Regions from separate parts of the Danio rerio genome. Here region 1 is linked to region 2. The links are chromatin contacts, called in public HiChIP or PLAC-seq maps. All regions are on one chromosome and are shown on one strand. The core of a region is the stretch at or near the end of the contact, and the rest is flanking DNA. Distances in the headings are between cores, read along the strand shown. Region 1 holds the start of unc5b (unc-5 netrin receptor B). Region 2 has its middle 17 kb from the start of ly6pge.

What was found. HiChIP or PLAC-seq counts read pairs in DNA pulled down with a chosen protein or histone mark.
Region 1: a contact with region 2 is called in an H3K4me3 HiChIP or PLAC-seq map of gastrula embryo, with 8 times the contacts expected there. The contact joins the promoter of unc5b here to the enhancer-like site in region 2. A contact is called at or near these places in 6 of 18 Hi-C or Micro-C datasets (caudal fin, embryo and hematopoietic stem cells) and 3 of 4 datasets of contacts at active chromatin or transcription factors (caudal fin, embryo and gastrula embryo).

What each region holds. Positions count from the first base shown.
Region 1 is chr13:32,514,606-32,520,269 of GRCz12tu, forward strand. unc5b (unc-5 netrin receptor B) reads left to right here and starts at 2,101. Exons shown (of 17, transcript NM_001111149.1): 1 at 2,101-2,437. The coding sequence starts at 2,350.
Region 2 is chr13:32,306,358-32,312,014 of GRCz12tu, forward strand. No RefSeq gene overlaps it. Among named protein-coding and RNA genes, the nearest start is that of ly6pge, 17 kb to the left of the region's middle. Within about 2 kb of position 1,759, at least 6 of the 62 cell types and tissues checked have an H3K27ac peak or open chromatin away from gene starts, as enhancers often do.

The sequences.
Region 1 (5,664 bases), core at 851-3,350, 210 kb after region 2:
GGACAACATAAAGAAATACACTTGCAAAAAAATTGCAGGTTATCTGTGTATATAATAATAACTTATACTTGATTGTAACTTTAACCTAATCTGATTGTAATGCAATAATGTACATCTTTTGTAAAGCTTCTCTGAAACCAAAAGCACTATACAAATAAACTTGAATTGAATTTAATGTATTTTTATTTACAATTTTTTTAGCCAGCCACCAGGGTGCGATCAAAATAGTTGTCTTCAATTTTCAGGATCCGTAAGTCACTTGTTTCTCATGTTTAAAGTATGGCATTCATGCAGCGTTCAAGTCCTCCAGAGAATTTAATATCTGCAAGTTGCCAAGTTAGCAATGTACACAAAATCAGTTTTTTTTTAACCCCACATCTACAACATGATTAACAAACAATGTGCATCAGTGGGTTTTTGCTTATTGTTATTATTCAGTTATGAAGGTTCTGCAAGAGTTGTTGTGTACTCTATCATATTGAAATTCCATTCACTGACTTATTCAAAATAAGTACCTCCTTGTGAGTTTGTATTTGTAAAGTTACAGTATATATGCGGCATACAAAAAGTATTATTATTTATTTATTTATTTATTTAGTTAGTTAGTTAGTTAGTTAGTTAGTTAGTTAGTTAGTTAGTTAGTTAGTTAGTTAGTTAGTTAGTTAGTTAGTTGATTGTTTGTTTTACATTTTTTACATACGCATGCATATGTACATACATATTTCAGGAATTTAACATTGAACCTGAAGAAAAATAAAATTAAATAAATAAATAAATACATACATAAATAAACAAACAATCAAAAGTTGTAAGTTCCCAACAATCTTTTTAAAAACGAAAAACATTTACTTTCTCTTGAAAATTTAAATTGTTGTTTGCGGTGCATTTTTAGCTATCTGCTTTAGAAATACCTGCAGATCAGGAACTGCTGCCCTTGCCAGACTCCAAGATGGCCCTGCATAGTAATTGCAGTTCAAACGATTCTGCTTCCGATCCTGGACAGCAGTTTGAATAACCTGTCTAGATTTTAGTTCCTGCTTACACAACCAAAACCAGACAGCTCTGACCGCAGTCTTCTGTAAGGATAACAAAATGAAACAAAGTGGACACAATGGACAATCAGCCTGTATTCAACTTCTGAATGGACTCGGAAAGCACATGTATGAACTGTCGCCCTCTTGTGGTGGTCTCAACAAGAAGTTCATTAATGCACTGAACCTGACTAAAATATGCTGGGAGGCATGACTGTGAATTGTGATAGTGTTACTAACACTAATCCTGAAACTAACATTAACACATCATAATCATCCGTCATTATCAAACCACCCTTAATTAATCATAATTACAGTAGATCTGTATTAAAGACATAATTACATGCTAAAGGTCAAAAGAATGTAGCTAATTCTCACCAGAATCCTTTATATTGCTTTCTAAATACGTTTTCTTTTGTAAATAAATAATTATAATAATAATTTATAATAATAATAATAATAATAATAATAATAGTAACAATAATAATTTAAAAGTCTAATGATAATATTTATATATAAATGCCAAAGTACTGCAGCTCACACTACATTAATAAACCAATATGCCTATTTAAATTACTCCATAATTTCTGTTTTGCTATAATAATTATTATTTTAAGAAAAAAATATGAATGTTTGTCCTTTCCCCGAATCCCTTAATCCGCCTCCGGGATTTCTGTGTTTCCATTCACATCTCTATTGGCGTCCCTGTTCTCCAGCGCTCAGTGTGGCTCAGTGAAGGTTGATGATTGGCTGATGGGAGATGAGAGTCTGGAGGCTCGCGCTTCATACCCGTGTCCGTGTGTTTACACTCAGTTCTCGAGATCCAGACGAGCGGCAGCGTCAGGACTATGGCGCTCCACAGATAGCAGCGGACATCTCACAACGATGGCATTATGCTTAACGCTTACGGACAACTTTTTCTTCTCGCCGCTACAGGAATAAAAGCTGCCAAGTACTTTTGTTTTCGCTTTATCCACTGTTTTCAGAGAGAAACGCGTTCTTTGTTTCAGTGGAGTTGTAAGTGAGATGAACTTTACGCTGGTTGATGCGTTTCACTACGGACGGGGTCTGCGATGTGCCTGAGCGAACATTTGGTGAAACTGTAGCTTTTACACATTTTGGGGAAAGTTCTGGACCAGGTTTCTATTAAAAACCACCACGGTGCAGCCTGTTTTTATAAGTTTGTAAAGTTCGAGGAGGAACCCGTCTCCATATTTCACACTATTTGAAGTATCCTTCACGGAGGATTCAGCGAGGCTTCAGCCGACTGGAGCGAGAGCACCTGGGGGGCGTTTGGCAGTAGCGTGACCGGGTGAAGATGCTCTCAACGTGGATACACCGCGACCAGTCTCCCGCCTCCCTGCTCGGTTTACTTCTACTCAGCTCAACCTTAGTAATACATGCAGGTACGAGCCGGTTAAATGTAACGCTTAATATTAAACACTTCCTTATACTTTCAGAATGAAACGTACGGGAAAACAGAAGTGCGTTATCAACTCACGTAGCCTTCACTCACACACACACCCAAAAACACAGATAAGTTTGGAGATAATAAGGTCGTCACTCAGGATATTGGTCGACTATTGAGAATAAATGATGCCTTTTGATTCTCTTCAGAAATAAGCAGATGACTCATAGGTCGCTTACAGTATGCTTTTTAGACCTAATTCTTTATAATATTCCATAAAAGCCTGCTACAACCTTCCACGAGAATCATGGAGGAAAAATCCATTCAGTAATGGCTTTTGTTGATCCACTTTGCTAAATGTCTTTATGCATTATCTTTGAATTATAACAGGTGGCACTGTTCATTTTAAATATTAAACTCATATAGAGTCTATCTATCTATCTATCTATCTATCTATCTATCTATCTATCTATCTATCTATCTATCTATCTATCTATCTATCTATCTATCTATCTATCTATCTATCTATCTATCTAGAGTTGTAAGGCAGTGTAATAGGTAATAATAACTAAGAATCTGATGAAGGGATGTGACTGCTGCATGTGCACTCATCTCTCTCTCCCTTCAGAGAGGAAATATTCTGTTGATCTCCTCTCTTTCTGCTTGCCGTGCTGAGCTTCCAAGCAGCGGATAAAAAGCAGAACCCCTGGTGTTCTTGGAGTAATTAAGGTTTAGCTCAATGCCTTCCTGGCTCCTGAAAGACAGAAAAAATAAACCTAGTAAAAAAGGGAAACAACATCTGAGGGAAAGCAGAGATAGTGAATTCTGAATTATAGTGTGCAGCTTAAAAATCCATTCCTGTCTGTTATTTTGCTTTTCTGATTGATGTAGCTTAGGGTTACGTTTAGCACATGAACTTGATTAGGAGCTGGTAGAAGTTTCTTTGTCTTTTTAAAAGTGGGGAATAAAGAATTTAATGCAAAAGTAGTTTATTTTTTCAAACAAAGTTTAAAAGTTGATTCTTCCCAATGACTTTAGAATAGTTTGGATGTAACAAAATTACATTGTCAGCAACGGCTGCACTGCAGGTTCATCAGAAAATCATACTGAAAACGATCTAATAAAATAACCAAACCATTTGCTGACACATCTGACAAGTTCAAGATATTATTTCCCATACAGAGGAGAAATATTCACGAGCAGATCATGTTGTGATGTGTTATTGTTTCTGCATGAAGGCTAGCTTACCTTCTGTCTGACCTTAGAAGTGACGGGAAGCAATGAAGCGGGAAAGAAATCTCTCTCCCTCTCTGCACTATGGCCACATATGTAATCAGATTGACACAGAAGTGCACATTTGAAGGGTTTAGTAGATTGGTTTTCCAATGGGAAAGAGAAATTGGAAAGAAAAGGGACAGGATGATTTAACTTCAGACATGGAAACGGGTGTGTATTGTAGTTTAAGTGTCCTTTCTTATAATAAACTACTCACAGAAGAGTCTATTATAGAAAAAACCCAACAGTTTTATATAGATGCATCTGGGACATTTAGCAGTTGCCTAAAAGTAATTTAAAGGGGATAGTTTTACCAAAAATGAAAATGAGTTCACCATTTATCCTCACCAGTGTGCTTTCAAACCTTTATGACTTTCTTTTCTCTGTTGAAAAAAAAAAAAAAAAAAAAAAGATATTTTAAAGAAGCCTGAAAATCTGTAATAATTGACATATATAGTATGAAAAACAAATACTATGGAAGTAAAAGGTTACAGGTTTCCAACATTTTTCAAAATATCTTCCTTTGTGTTTAACAGAAGGTACAAAAGTCAAAGGCGTTTTGTAAATGATGACAAAATTTTCCGTTTTTGGCGAACTGTTCTTTTAAAAGTTTAAATTTAGATGAAAATGTGATTTTAACTTGGTATGTATGGGACTAGGTGACATGGTGGCTCAGTGGTTAGCACTGTTGCCCCACAGCAAGAAGGTTGCTTGTTCGTGGCTGGGCCAGAGGTCATTTCTGTGTAGAGTTTGCATGTTTTCCCCATGTTCGCATGGAATTCCATTGGGTGCTCCAGTTTCCCCCACAGTCCAAAGACATATGGTGTAGGTGAATTGAATAAACTACATTGGTCGAAGTGTAAGAGTGAGTAAATGTCTATGGGTGTTTCCCAGTATTGGGTTGCAGCTGGAAGTAAATCATATGCTGGATAAGTTGATGGTTCATTCCGCTGCTGTGACCCCTGATGAATAAAGAAACTAAGTCAAAGGCGAATGAATGAATTAATTTTATGAGACTTATCAACTGTTTATTACAAAGTTCTTTACAAAGTTCAAAAGTTTATTACAAAGTTTTTTTTGTTCTTCATTGCCTTTGAGATTTTTTTATTTTCTTGAACTTCATTTCATAACTAATTTCCTGTAACAATTTACTTGAAATTATTATAATATACATTTGTGAAAATTTGCCTCATAATCTGAAGAAGGCATGTCTTGCAATTGAATATGTTTAGGGAATTTTTGTAAAGCTCACCAATATTATTGGAAATGTTTAGTTGCTTTTGTGTGTATTCAAGCTTTTTACCAAAATAGACCAGATAAACGTACTCTAAGATATTGTCATTGTTGTAAACAAAAAATATTGTGGCAACTTGTCCCGCTCTGCCCAATACAGTAATTGGAAAACTCAATGCGCATGCATGGACCATCTAGATTCTACAGACAGTGCTCCAAGTCTGTCTCTTGTTGAGACTGAGATGCCAGCACATATTTCATATCATCCATAAAACATCAGAGTCAAGATGGATAACGTTTATCTTCTCTCTCATTCTGTCCATTCCTGTATTCTTTCTCTCCCCCTCCTGTCTGTCTGTATTGTGGATGTGCTGAGCTCAGATTTCCTGTATGGTACAGCTCTCTCAGTGTTGACATACACATTAATTACCCAGACTGCCAGGAACCCACTTCTGGCTCCTTTGCCCCATCAGCTTTTCTCTTCCTCGATTGTGTGTGTGTGTATGTGTGTGTGTGTGTGTGTGTGTGTGTATGTGTGTGTATGCGTTTATTTGGCAGAACATCCCTGCATACACGCTTGATCTGAATCGACACGGGAGACGTGTGCTGTTGTATACGTAATGGAGTCGCACTGTCTGGATTTGCATGCGCGTGTGTGTGCGCTTTGTGAGTTGGAGAAGATAACAAACTCTAACTGCTCTGAATGAAACCTAAACT
Region 2 (5,657 bases), core at 509-3,008:
ATTGTAGTGAGAAAGTGATACGATCCGGGCCCGGCTATATCACTGTGTATAATGGATATGTAATAGTCATACAGCTATATGAAGAGAGAATTAAGAGGAGGCGGGAGGTCATTCTACCGGTAAATGTGCATTTAATTTTTAAAACGAAAGTGAAAGCATGCTGAACTATTAACAAGAGCTGTTTATCTGTTAGGAAAACTGACGGATCTGCAGTCTTAGTTTATCTGTTATTTCTTTCTATATTGTATAGCCTATAATGCATAGGCCAACTGCTATGAATGAAAAGTCTTACCTCTGCTCTATATTTAGTGTCTGTGGGTGTCAACATTCAAAATTAAAGCACAGCTTTTCGCTTTTAATGTCTTATTGCTCATCGTCATAAATTAAAATAAGGACACATGACAGCTGAGCGGGACTCGTGACTTGTTTTAGCTATTTTGGTCCGTTTAGACACTTTGCCATGTGAAAGCGAACCGCATCAAGAACAAAGAGCAACATTGTAACAATTTTAATCCCTGTTTCGGAACAAATGAATCTATTCACACCAAGCCTTTTTTGCATATGTTACATAAAGATAATGGCGAAACAGCATTTCTGTACTGCAATATAAATTAATTAAAACTGTTGTCTCAATAACTTCAATATATGTTCTTTCATATGCTTTCTTAACTGCTGTTTTCTCACTGCTATCTTTTTTCTTGTGTGTTTTTGTAATTGAGAGGAAGTTATTGAATCACATTCGCTTTCTTGTACTTTATTTCAATTCACTTCATGTTTATTTCTATAGTGCTTTTACAATGTAAATTGTGTCAAAGCAGCTTAACATTGAAGTTCTAGTAAATTGAAACTGTGTCAGTCCAGTTTACAGAGTTGAAGTTCAGTTTAGTTCAGTTCAGTTCTGTATGCTTTAATTTCACTGCTGTAAGTCCAAACACTGAAGAGGAAATCTTTTGATGCACAACTCCACAAGTCCCAAACCAAGCAACCCAGTTGCAACAGTGGCAAGGAACAAAACTTTACCAATTGACAAAAGTGAAGGGAAAAAAAAAACCTAGACAGAAACCAGGCTCACTTGGGCACGACCATTACTCCTCTGGTCAAACTTTCTGTGCAGAGCTGCAATCTATGCACAGGAGGCTGGATAACGCAGGATTTCTTAATGTTTATAAATGTATACTTTATGTTTGCAGATTTCTAAACCTTTGCAAATTTAGATTAATTTTTTGTTAACTAAGGAAATATCTGGACTTTTGTTAACAAGTCTTTTAAAATATCATATAACTGTGATTTGCTGTGACAAGGGTAGTTAGGTTAAGGTTTTAATATGTATATTAAGATCATGATGTTGTACAAAAGCCAGTTTTTACTTTGAAAAGTTCCAAATGAAAACTTTTATTGAAAATGGTGTCAAAGCTTTTCAAATTCACATGAAACCAGTGTGAATACGTGCATTTCTAGGTATTTGCAGCATTGGTTTTAAACTCGATATTGAAAGATTTTTCTTTTCTTTATTGTGGAAACTCTTGCACATTACGCCATTGACCCACATGCAGGGCAGCTCAGTGTTTTGAAGAAAGAGCCCATTGAACTGCTCTAGTGAAAGCCAGGAATTACATCAGATCATAGAGTATTTGTGAAATTATTTGACAGTTTTTCCTCTACCCTCCACGCATTCATCATATAGGCTCTGAACAACAGCATGGGTCAAGTGTGTCATATTCAGACATCCCACAAAAGGAGCGTGTTCTTTAGTGGGCCGCATCAAATGCTCTCTGTGCCCGATTGGGAGGGAACAAAAATGCGGGGTGGAAAAGGGAGCATGAGAGTTGATGGCTGTGTTTACGAGTGTGTGGTGGTGCCCGGCTGGCTGGTCTGGGTTCAGCCCGCGGTCACTGGTTCTGGGGTCTCCGGGTCTCAGGTCCTTTTTGAAAAAGATCCATGAAGCAGAATTAAAGTGATCTACCTCCGGACTGTGGACCCAGAGAAGGAGGAGGGCACAGAGGCCTGATAGAAGAGGGGCAGTGGTGGGGGGGTTGGGAAAGGGAGGGAGAGTAGGAATTGGAGAGTTATGCGTAATCAGTCTGGCCTCAGCTACTTTGAAATGAAGCTAAATAGTTTGTTTTGTAGAGCTAATACAGCTAGCAAGTGAGCAACCACACAAACGGGAAATGAAGTCCCAACTCTAAACCCGATAGACTGAAACGTGATTTTTGTAAGTGATTTAAGAAGATATTTTACACCTGGAAAAGAAGTGATTTGCAAAGATGGTGTGAATAAGTTCCGTTTTTAGGTTTTTAAAGATGTGATTTAATCAAAATCACACATTTTTTTTATCTGTATCTTTATTTAACATGAAATTTATAGATTTATTTAATGTCTAATTAAACAAGTTTTTTTCACAAGTGTTGTTTCACACTTTAGACTGTGATTAATCATTCGTCACTGCAGGCAACTTATTCTGTTTCCACAATTAACTGCTTTCTTCCTTCCGAGTATTTTTTTTTTCCCAGTCTAGGACAATCTGACTGAAGATTTAGACTAGTGCTTCTGAATCACTTAATTATATGGTTTTACACATGTGATAATTATTCAGATTAGTGTTCTATGCAGGCTGATGCACGTGTCTCTTCTGTGTTTCAGAGATTTTATAAGAGAGCTGATAAAACCATTTCATTTCCTCAGCAACTGCATTTAAGTGGCATCATTTTAGGATTTATTTTTGCAATCATGTAATTAGATCAGTTCAAATCCAGAGGAAAGCATAAATGAAGTGGAGAAAAGAGAATAAGTGGCTTTAAAGTAACAGTCATGAACCTTCATCAGCATAAATGAGAGTTTGTTTTTAGTTATGGTATCACTCTCTGGGTTACTATAAATGTTGATGGTAAATGTGCACGGAAAAATTTCACACTGTGAGTCACATTCAGCGCTCCTATCTGATTATATGTCATTTAGTCTGTTGTATTGAATAGAAATCCCGTAAATTACCCGCAATTAGATATTATTACAGTCCCAATGTCTGCTGCAGTCAAGTGAATAGCTCAGCATTTATTGAAAGTGACTAGAGGATTTCATATATTTCTATGACATTTTATTTTATTATTACATTTGTATTTTTGTATTGTTATACCTCCAAAGGTATACTCTAAAGTTTGAAAACTTGTGTTTTCACCCTGGTATTTTCACAGATCTTACCACAAGTCGTCTGTTGAGACATAAGGTTGGCAGGTAGAAACATGGGAGTCAACCACATGGCCGTTGACCAACATAGGCTCATTCTGAAAACATAGCTCTACATACATTTCTGGAGAGCACAAATTATGTAGCTACATATGGCAGCATTTCATCTTTAGAACGAACATTTCGGTATGACGCTGTTCCTTTCACACTTACCAGCTGACCGCTTGCCTCCATATGGACGGCTTTCCCGCTGTTACCAGTTTGTTAATTAGCTCGCCATGTACGAAACTAGACAAAAACAGAAACTACAAATAAAATAAACAAGTAAATAAGAATGAGAAAGCGGTCAAATCTGAAAACATGGTAAAAAAATCAAGCTGCCGCAAAAGTATTTTCTGGATTTCTTTTTAAAACTGTCAGTTGGGTTTAGGGAAGGTGGTGGTTGTTGGGGAGATTCTTGCTTTTAAAAAGACGATTGGTTGGGTTTAGGGAAGGTGGTGAGTGTGGGGGATCGGTGCTTTTGAAAACACTATTGGTTGGTTTTAAGGAAGGTGGTGGTTGTGGGGGATCGGTGCTTTTGAAAATACTATTGGTTGGTTTTAGGGAACGTGGTGGGTATGGGGGATCTGTGCTTTTAAAAACACTATTGGTTGGGTTAAGGGAACGTGGTGGGTGTGGGGGATCATTGCTTTAGAAAACACTATTGGTTGGGTTAAGGGAAGGTGATGGGTGTGGGGGATCGGTGGTTTTTAAAACACTATTGGTTGGTAAGTCAGTTATTCATTCAGTCAGTCAGTTGACAGCAATCTCTGGTGGATTTACATGAGAACAGTAGGCACGAATGGCACTTGCAAGAGAATTTGAGATCTCAAAAAGTGTACAGTGCGGCCTCTGATGGATTCACGTAAACAAAAACTTCTGGGATGTATTTGGCGCTTTCCAGAAATGTATATAGCAGTACATTTTCATAATGAGACTGGGTTGTGTATTCCATTTTTTGTTGACTGAAGAAACTGCATTTACATGTCAACTGCCTGTCATTAGAGCATTAGTAGATGTATATCTTTTAATGCTTAACCTAATCTACTAAAACCCTAATCTACTAACCCTGCTAATACATTCCTGCCTTTAGTCTTGTTAAAATTTGTATTTGTTTTCAGTTAAAAATGTTTACATTTAAATTTCCCTTATCATAATAATGCCAGGGCTAAAAAAGAATAAAAATGACTAAACAAGTGCCAAGTGATTAAATGCAAACCAGAGTCCGCTATTGCAATTATATGTTTTTGCCAGACTAATGAATTTAATACAGAGAAGATATTCTGCCACTTTAGAGCAAGTAAAAAAAGGCTTGGATGGAGTGAAGCCAAACTCTCAACCAAAGCCAAGTCACATCAGTAACCGCTGCGCCCTGGGGCAGGGGCAGGCTCAGTCAGCCATGCCATGCAACTGGGATAATTAGTTTTGGAAACGAATATCAACTGATATAATTGAGCATTCTCCTCTAATGAAGATCCTCCATGTTGTCACTGGTGAGACGCTAATTGAAGGGAGGTGGAAGAGGAGGCCATGAAGGGGTGACAGAGCTATGCTTCTATCATAGTCTGTCAAATATATCATATTCCCTTTGGCTTTGTGAAGGATTACTGTGTTTACCAAGACTCTGCACGTGTTGTTTTCCTGTTCCTTTGTTTGGTATCCCAGAGACGGACTTGAACTGCAGAGTTAAAGCCAAAGAAAAAGAGTTTAGTGGGAGAGAAAGCCGGACGCTGTGCAGGTAAAGCCCAGCTAGGGGAGGGTGGGGAAGGGGGTGGTGTTGGGTTTAGCAGGAGCACGGGTCGTGTTGGGGTTTCAGTTGAGAGATGCAGTGGGTTGAGGAGAAAGGGGCGAGCGAGTGGGGGGAGAGAGAGGAGGTCACTGCGAAATCAGTTCAGGGGATAATAGGGGAGCAAATTGGTTTTGACAAGTTTGTGGAGGTGGAAGTAATGCAGTCCTTTAAAGACAAGAGGGCAAATACAGGAATACCATGAGATAATAAAGGGAACCGGCAGGGAGGGGGGAAAGCGTCGGGCCTCAGGCCAGGATTTCCAGGCCTGTGCAGGCTGTACCCTGTGGCACTGGGCGAGAAGCAGGAGCCTGGCGCTACAAACAGACGGAGGCATGGCACAGCGGCTGCCAGGTGCCATAATGGAGAAGGCACAGCTGGCTATGTTCTTTACCGTCTAACTGACTAGCCAACTTCTACGTGACTCATCATTTTGGATGAAAAATGAAGTTTTGCAGAGCTGTAGAAGCGCAAGGTCTGACAGTGTGCTTTTACCTGTTAAATGATGCATTTAGAAGGCCATTGCCCTTTTTCTTTTCTTATCTTTTTCGATTGCAGCTTTTCTGGAACAGGGGAATGTGTTTTTCCCAAGTCCAAATTCGGATTAGCAAGAGGGCAACGAAAACTGCAGGACATAAGGGAGCTTTAGACT